Regions from separate parts of the Drosophila melanogaster genome. Here region 1 is linked to region 2. A link is a contact called in public Hi-C data. All regions are on one chromosome and are shown on one strand. The core of a region is the stretch at or near the end of the contact, and the rest is flanking DNA. Distances in the headings are between cores, read along the strand shown. Region 1 holds the start of RpL10 (Ribosomal protein L10). Region 2 holds the start of CG14561.

Region 1 (4,024 bases), core at 513-3,012, 1.0 Mb after region 2:
TGTTATTAAGCATAAACATCACGCTGAGCTTTTTCCCATGCGGCAATCGGGCCATGCTCTGGGCGGTATTTCACATTGCAACCATCAGGCTCAAGGCGGTTGTCATCGCGAAGTTCTTCATAACGCTCACGTTCGTATTTGGTGAATCCCCACTTCTTTGAAACATAGATCTAAAAATATATTTAAGAAAAACATTGTTTTACAAAATCTGTTTTCTTAGTTTTTCGTAATTTCTGTAAACCATCTTAAGTTCGTGCGCACCGAAGCTTAAAAATTTAAACAAATGTACCTAATGGACCAAAATACGATTTTCCAAAACCGTCTTCAAAATTCTTTACCTGCACGAACCATAGTCGTAGTCTTACCAAATGACCGCTAACGGACTAAAGAATAAACATCCTTTAATGCTTTTTTTATACCTACTAGGAGAGTTTAGCGGAAACGGAAATAATTAAGTTAAGAAAAATAGTAGGAAGTATCGAGTGGTTATCAGCTTGCAACAAAGACCTAAGCGTATGCTCGACAAGCGCGGAAGATTCCACATTTCTCCTTTTTATCCCTAGCGAAATGCATTAAATTTTTGTCGAGGGTCTTGCGGGTTACACTAGCAATCATAAAATCTTTGCCTTAGTTAACGCCGATTTCGACGTGTTACCCAAAATCTTGTCACCAATTTGAACGAAAATAAGAAGTTTAAGATTCAACACTTTTTTCTTTTAAATGAGGTATATAGTTATAAATAATTTATAATACTATTTTAAAGTTCTTTAGATATTGATTTAGGTTCGCTAGTAATATTATTTTTAGCTCATTCCCAACAAATTAACTGTGGCGATATTAGAATAGCCTCGCCCATGACATGAAATAAAAGCGATTACTAATTTTCCATGTGGTTTGTTCAGACTTCGATGTTTGAAAAAATGGGTTAATATACTATTGGGTTAAATACTATTGTAAGTGACTCGCTATACTTGCCTTTTGACGTCCAGGGAACTTAAACTTAGCACGCCGCAAAGCTTCAATAACTTGAGCCTTGTAACGATCGCTAGAGCGGACAGACATAATGGGTTGACCAATACGAACTCGAGCAACCGTGCCCTGCGGTTTTCCAAACGCTCCTCGCATTCCAGTTTGAAGCCTAGTGCAAAAGAGGTCATAAGAATACAGTAGTTAACACAGATATGAAATATTATTTACCTATCAGCTCCAGCGCACGACAACATTTTGTTGATGCGAATGACGTGGAATGGATGCAGGCGCATTCTGATGTGGAACTGGTCCTTACCGCAGTACTTCACCAAGTACTTGTTGCAACAAATGCGTCCAGCTTCCAAAGCTTCACTACTCAGCTGTTCGTATTCATCAGAAACCAAATGAACACACAGGGGAAAATCCTCAACTGTAGCTTTTTTTCTTCCCAAATCAAATATACGAATTTTTGGATCAGGGACACCACGGCAAAACCGAGATTTAGGGTACGGCTTATTTTTGCAATAGCGGTAGCTGGAGGATGAAATAAGAGTTTTACTAAACGGACAGTTCATACAAAATTACTGATTTGCTTACCATCTAGCTGGTCGTCGGCCCATTTCGACTCCTGAAAAATAAAACAAATAAATAAAATATATGCTAACATCACAGCACAAAACAGAAACTTGGTAAGATAATATAAACTTCTATAAACATGAAACATATTAGATTTCCAAAGATCATTTACCGCTCACTAACCTCTTCCAACGAAGCACACGAGAAAAGGAAGACACGAACACCGGAAGCACAAAAGGTTTCGTCGCAAACCGATAATCATGTACTTGAGATAAGTGTTTTCCTTTGTTTTGAAACAATTTGAAATCAAAACTGAATTGCTTTATATGTTGTTCTCACTAAAATCTACATACTGTAAAATATGTATGTGTTCGTGTTCTTCGATACATTTTTATTGGAATAAAAAATATTTTTGGCGATTAAACGTCAAAGCTAAAAAACTACAACTAAATAAGTAAATTAGAATCTTACCTCAACCATAAGCACACCTTATGTTTTTCAACCCAGATTTGTGCTTATCATAACTAAGTCATTGGTATTCGGGCAGATAAATATAACAGTAACATTTACAAAAATTCACATTATATATATTACACTTCATGGTTTTGTATTTTAGCCATTTTCAGCAGTCATTTCGAACGGACCGCTAAGAGTTGTTACTATCCTAGAATAAAGTTACAAAGATTTATATGTTATAAGCAGCAGAAACATTGAGCTTACAATTGTATTGCTTCATTTATTATAGACCCAAACTCAGATAATCCGAATCAGACTAGGTGGCCAATCTCGTTTTGGATATCCAAAGTAGGAATGAGAGTATTTTCTGAGGCACACCAGATATTTTACGTAGTAACATAATCGGCAAAAGGCTGGAATGGTCTAGTCTTTTAACTGAACATTTCGAAGGCAGCTTACAGAATTGGATATCAAAGATTTTTTATTAATTTTTCTGTAATTTACAGACAGACAGAAAACAGACAGTAATAGTAGTCTCTTCCAATTGGCCTATCGACTAATTCACTTTGTGAATTTGAAATCAGGTCTATTGTTCTTATAAAAACCAAATGGCGCTGGATGTCAGATTGCATTTCAAATGTTTAAATAATGCTCTGCTTTCATTGTGATCAATATGAATGCCAAATCTCGAACTCCTCGACTAGATGCATACCCAAATCATAACCGACATTTTGCTAAACTTGACGGTTGCGGTTCTCCAGCGCAGTTAGCGCCTTACGCCACATTCTGTTGGGTCCATCGTCGTATAACACATCATCTTGGTTTCGTCGCAGAAAATTACGTTATTCCAGTAATCTTCTGGCTGATGTTGCATTTCGATAGCGAAAGTAAGCCGCTTTTCGATGTTAATTGTCGGCAGCATCGGTTTTTTTCTTGCTACCCGTGAGTGGTACTTATGACGGAGTATGGCTTGGCGCACTGTTTCGTGTCACACATCCAGATCGCAGCCCTCCTTAAGCTAATTAGCAACAGTTCTTAAAGATATTTGCGGATTTTCATAAATTTTTCGCATAGTAACTCGGTTTGAACGGTTGGAAATTTTATTTTTACGTCCTGTTCCACATTTTGATTCCAATCTGCCCTCGTTTTTGTGCGATTAATTACGTTATAAATTGTTCCCCGCGATGCAGAAAACATTTCTGACAATTCCGTGACAGATTTTCCCAAATGGTGATTATAAACTCAATCTTCTGCCAGGCATTTCTAAATTTCTCAAAACTAACTGGAGCAAAGATCACTTCACTTTCTCAACCAAATGCAACGAGTATAAAGAAATATGTAAATGACGATTCTGTACCGTTTAGTTATCGAAATTTCTCGGAATAGGAGCAAAATTGAAAACAAAAGAATTCCTTGACAGTGTCAAATCTATGCAAACTTGGTTTCAGTTGTTTTTCTTGTTCATTGTCAATAGTTTTGTTATTTTTTTTTCACATATTGATAAAAAACATATAAATAAATAGTTATCAATAAAAATAAATTCATGCCTTTTAATAAAAGGCCTTTATATTTTTGCATTGAAAGTCAAATATACAATTTATTTTCATTGTGCAAACAATTTCTTGACAAACTGTATGTACATTTTCTTTCACTGAAGTAATATTTTTGATCGCCATAGTAAAAAGGACACGAAGAATTTAAACTAACCGTACTCACAATAAGAAAATGACGAAAACAATAGAAGCAGACAGAGAAGGGCGAAAAGGTGTGGTTTATTTATTACGTTTCTGTCCAGTTGCATTTCCAATTCTTAATCGTCAAGATCGTAATTTTTTGTTGTTGTTATGCAGAAAAAGAAGCACTTAGTAATACTTATTTCCTTTGATACCTTCCGTACTTCCGACTGGGATTTTCAAGCTTACCGTTATCTGAACAGAAGAACAACGGAAAAACTATCTTGGTATAATCTGCAAAGTAAAACAAAATGCAGAACAAAATAAGTTTAAAATTACTGCAGATCAGT
Region 2 (3,738 bases), core at 958-3,457:
GACGAGCAAACGTCCCTAAAGCTGACCCCGCCGCAATCCTCGACGGGAGTCGCTGCCGTTTCTGTCACTCCGTTGCAGAAGAAGACTAGTGGGGTTAACCAGTTCATTGAGGAGAAACAGAAGATCTCGCTTTCCAAGGAGCGGCGAGCGGCTCGCACCCTGGGCATCATCATGGGCGTGTTCGTCATCTGCTGGCTGCCCTTCTTCCTCATGTACGTCATTCTGCCCTTCTGCCAGACCTGCTGCCCCACGAACAAGTTCAAGAACTTCATCACCTGGCTGGGCTACATCAACTCGGGCCTGAATCCGGTCATCTACACCATCTTCAACCTGGACTACCGCCGGGCCTTCAAGCGACTTCTGGGCCTGAATTGAGGCTGGCTGGCGGGGGCGGGTGGAAGATATAAACCGGGCCAATCATGGTTCGAGCGGGAGAGCGTAACTCAAAGTTTGTGCCAAACTTAAATGGTCGTGTATGCGTTCAGCGGAGATCTCAGTCTATGTACAGTTGGACCCCCAGTTGATGAACTTCCGAGTTCAACTTCTCTAACACATATATACTTTCAAATGCGTTCTTGGTGAACTCATTTTGAAGAAGTGGATGAATTTGGTAAAGTGTAATAGATTGAATATAATTTTTAATGTTTAACGTTTCGGCAAAGTGAAAAGCCCCCACATTGGAAAGTCAAAGATGAGACTCGAGTGTATATATAGTTTCAAACTAAGTTATTATTTCTAGCCGTAATTAAAATACTTTCATTTAGTTTTGAACATTTTTTTAATATATTGTTGTTTGGAATCGATTGAGATGTACCACCACATTAAGCGTAGATTGTTCAATACTCATACTAAAATGGGTTGTGCTGCGATTAAAGTGAGGATGTTGCCTCAAGGCACAGCTACTAGGAAAATCATAAAAATTACATGGTAAAGAATTATACATGCATTATACTCCAGCTAAGTGGCATCCCAAACGAGAATAGCATCAAATTGAATTTAATACAATTAAATTAAATGTTTAGGCACAAAGAATTGTGGCAACTTTCGTGTTTCACCCTAAGCGTATGGATAACCAAAAAGGTGTTTGTTAAATTAAATCTGCGCTCAAGATATGTAAGCAACTACTAAGCTAAATAATAACTTCCAAGAGAGAAACGTTTTCTAGGCATTACTTTAACGATTTGTATTTATATGTACTTTAATTGTAGGTAAACGATAAACCACTATACCTAATGTATACTTTCAAATACGCTTTGGACTATTTGTTAAATAATTTAACGATTAATTGTTTTTATGGCATAGCAACTATTGTGTTGAGTGGGCAGCTTAAAGCTAGCACATCGAAACTTACTTAAGGTAGATAAATGTTTAACTGCACGTTACGAAATGCAACAGAGTTGGCGAAAGGACGTAATTCAATGGATGTGTTAACTCAAGTACATGCTATATCGTAAATGTATATCACAATTTATGTCTTTTAACGACGATGTACGATAGTTTCACTAATTATATTGTTTAACGAGAAAGAGCGAGCAAAGCGTAAATGAAACAAATAAAAGACACATTCGAATTAAAGTTATAAGAAAAAGCGTTTGAATTTATCTAGATTGGTCTACCTTCTTAAGGGTAAGTTAATTAGGTTTCAAAACGAAAGACTTTTTCCCTCTTAAAAGATCTAGCTGAAAAAATGATTACCTAGCAAGACCCGTAGTTTTAGCGACACCTTCTGATAACTTACATTATATATCCTTCGTTACAATGTATTTCTTGTGCTTATAATTTTTAACTAAATAATTTTCAAAACTTCCTTCCTCTAAACGGTTTCGAGCTATTGGACATTCTCATTGCTGCCAGTACAGAAAATAATTAAATTCGTTTGATTATTTTAGCAGAATAGTTTCCCTTTGGCCCAAATGAAAACAAACAGAAAACGAATAAGTTGGTTTTTAAATTTTATTGACACGGTTGGAAGAACCTGTAATACATAAAATGAATCAGTGCATCAGTGCACTTTAAAGTACAATAATTTTTCATATTTACATTATCTCTTCGCCTGACTGCAAAGTACGCGGCATGGCATATCGTTACAACAAAGACACTAGAATAACACTAGAATTATTCTAAGGGGTCTTTGGTTACAAGCTGTTTACCCGCAACTATCGGCTGCGTTCGATAGCCATTCGCAGGGAACGCCGGTTTGTTTCAGGTAGCTCAATTGTCTCACCACTAGCAAAGTGACGGCTTGTAAATTGTTGGGATTTAAAATTTAAAATTGTCTGCTGCACAGGGCAAGATCCTAAACATTGGTTACCTGAGAGCGCGGATTTCCGCGAAGCGAGACGCGTTCACAGACAAGCAGACCGCATCCCTTCGCAGAGCGCATCCCTGTAATGAATATAAGCCAGCGACGCACTTGAAAGACCAGCCAGACCAATGGAGACCTCGGAAGCGGTGAATACGTGTGAGGAGGGAGACCAGCTGAACGGCTCCTTCCGCCTGCAGTGCTCGATGTCCTCCGTGGATATGGAGAGCGAGAGTGACCTCTCGCTGGCATTCGAGCGCGAGGAGCAAATACCGGATGGCGGCTGCGACGAGCTGCCGGCCTTCGAGATCCGCGCCTTCTCGCCGCATGGACGCACCCCGTCGCCCATCGACGATCTCGATCTGTCGGACATCGAGACGCCCAAGCAGCCGCAGAGGCAGCATCTCCTTCCGGAAGAGGAACCCCAGAACGATCCTCAGTACGTTGCCCTACACGAGATAAACGCCCAGATCAGCCCGCCCAATGACGCCGACGACTCCAACAGCTTGGAGACGATCTTCGAGGGCGTTTTCCTGAGCACCCCGCCCCGCGATAAAGCTTCCAGCTCGGGCAATTCCCGATTTACGCCCAAGCGCGGACGTGCAAATCTCATCGAGCTGATGGCCAACCGGCTGCACGGCGGCAAGGAGAACCAGTCGCCGGGAGCGCGAGTCTCTGACCCGCATTTACCCTCGCCACTCAAGGACCCCACCTAGTGACCGCAGTCCAGCCTTCCCAACCAAAGCCATGGAGCCCTCGCTCAGACTGCCATCGATGTTCTAGAATAAGTTACCATTTACCTGAATGTATTGTTCACACCCAGCGGTCAGCAGGTGTACACCCAGATGTGTATCCTCGGCTGATCCTTCAGTTTACCTAAGCTTCGTGTCACGCGTTTTCCGATGTCAGGCTAAAAGATTTTGTAGTGGTAAATAAAGATTGTCGTCTTTCCATGTTTCAAACATTAAACCAAGGTTATGCTCTTCCCTGCCGGGCAGATGGTCCAGGTAGGCAGAAGGAAGGTTTATATTGCTCATAGAACAGACTGATCAGCGGTACCTAGAACTAAACCAACCACTATTGTAAACACTGGAAAGTTCGATGGCTAATTGACGGATCTAGGCATACATTGCTACTACGTAATTTGTAGTACAAATTGATTTTCGAAGCCAGTATGTTTACAACATATTGTAGAATGTTCGATGTAACAGTTTGAAAAATAAAATATCGTACTACGATGTTCGTTTAAAAACTTGTCTGAATAATATCCTTCTCACGTTTCGATTTATTTATAAAGAAAATGTCAATATTTGCTTATTAATCTGAAATGTAATGGTAATTTTTGGACCTCGTGTACCTTAGGACTACTATTTTTACACTAATCCTATTGTACCTAGGTAGTACATTGAGTAAACTAGTATAAAAATAAGTAATTC

What was found. Hi-C and Micro-C count contacts between places; a contact is called where the count stands out from the background.
Region 1: a contact with region 2 is called in a Hi-C map of the Kc167 cell line, with 2.9 times the contacts expected there. A contact is called at or near these places in 3 of 107 Hi-C or Micro-C datasets (the Kc167 cell line, the S2 cell line and eye imaginal disc).

What each region holds. Positions count from the first base shown.
Region 1 is chr3L:23,093,709-23,097,732 of dm6, forward strand. RpL10 (Ribosomal protein L10) reads right to left here and starts at 1,763. Exons shown (of 5, transcript NM_001275304.1): 1 at 1,729-1,763; 2 at 1,567-1,597; 3 at 1,198-1,503; 4 at 976-1,138; 5 at 1-170. The coding sequence starts at 1,589. The coding sequence ends at 6. CkIIalpha (casein kinase IIalpha) reads left to right here and starts at 3,364. Exons shown (of 4, transcript NM_001300224.1): 1 at 3,364-3,766; 2 at 3,852-4,024.
Region 2 is chr3L:22,063,700-22,067,437 of dm6, forward strand. CG14561 reads left to right here and starts at 2,208. Exons shown (of 1, transcript NM_001275272.1): 1 at 2,208-3,517. The coding sequence starts at 2,434. The coding sequence ends at 3,018. Oct-TyrR (Octopamine-Tyramine receptor) reads left to right here. Exons shown (of 4, transcript NM_079695.4): 4 at 1-1,580. The coding sequence ends at 375. CG7139 reads right to left here. Exons shown (of 5, transcript NM_141121.4): 5 at 3,571-3,738.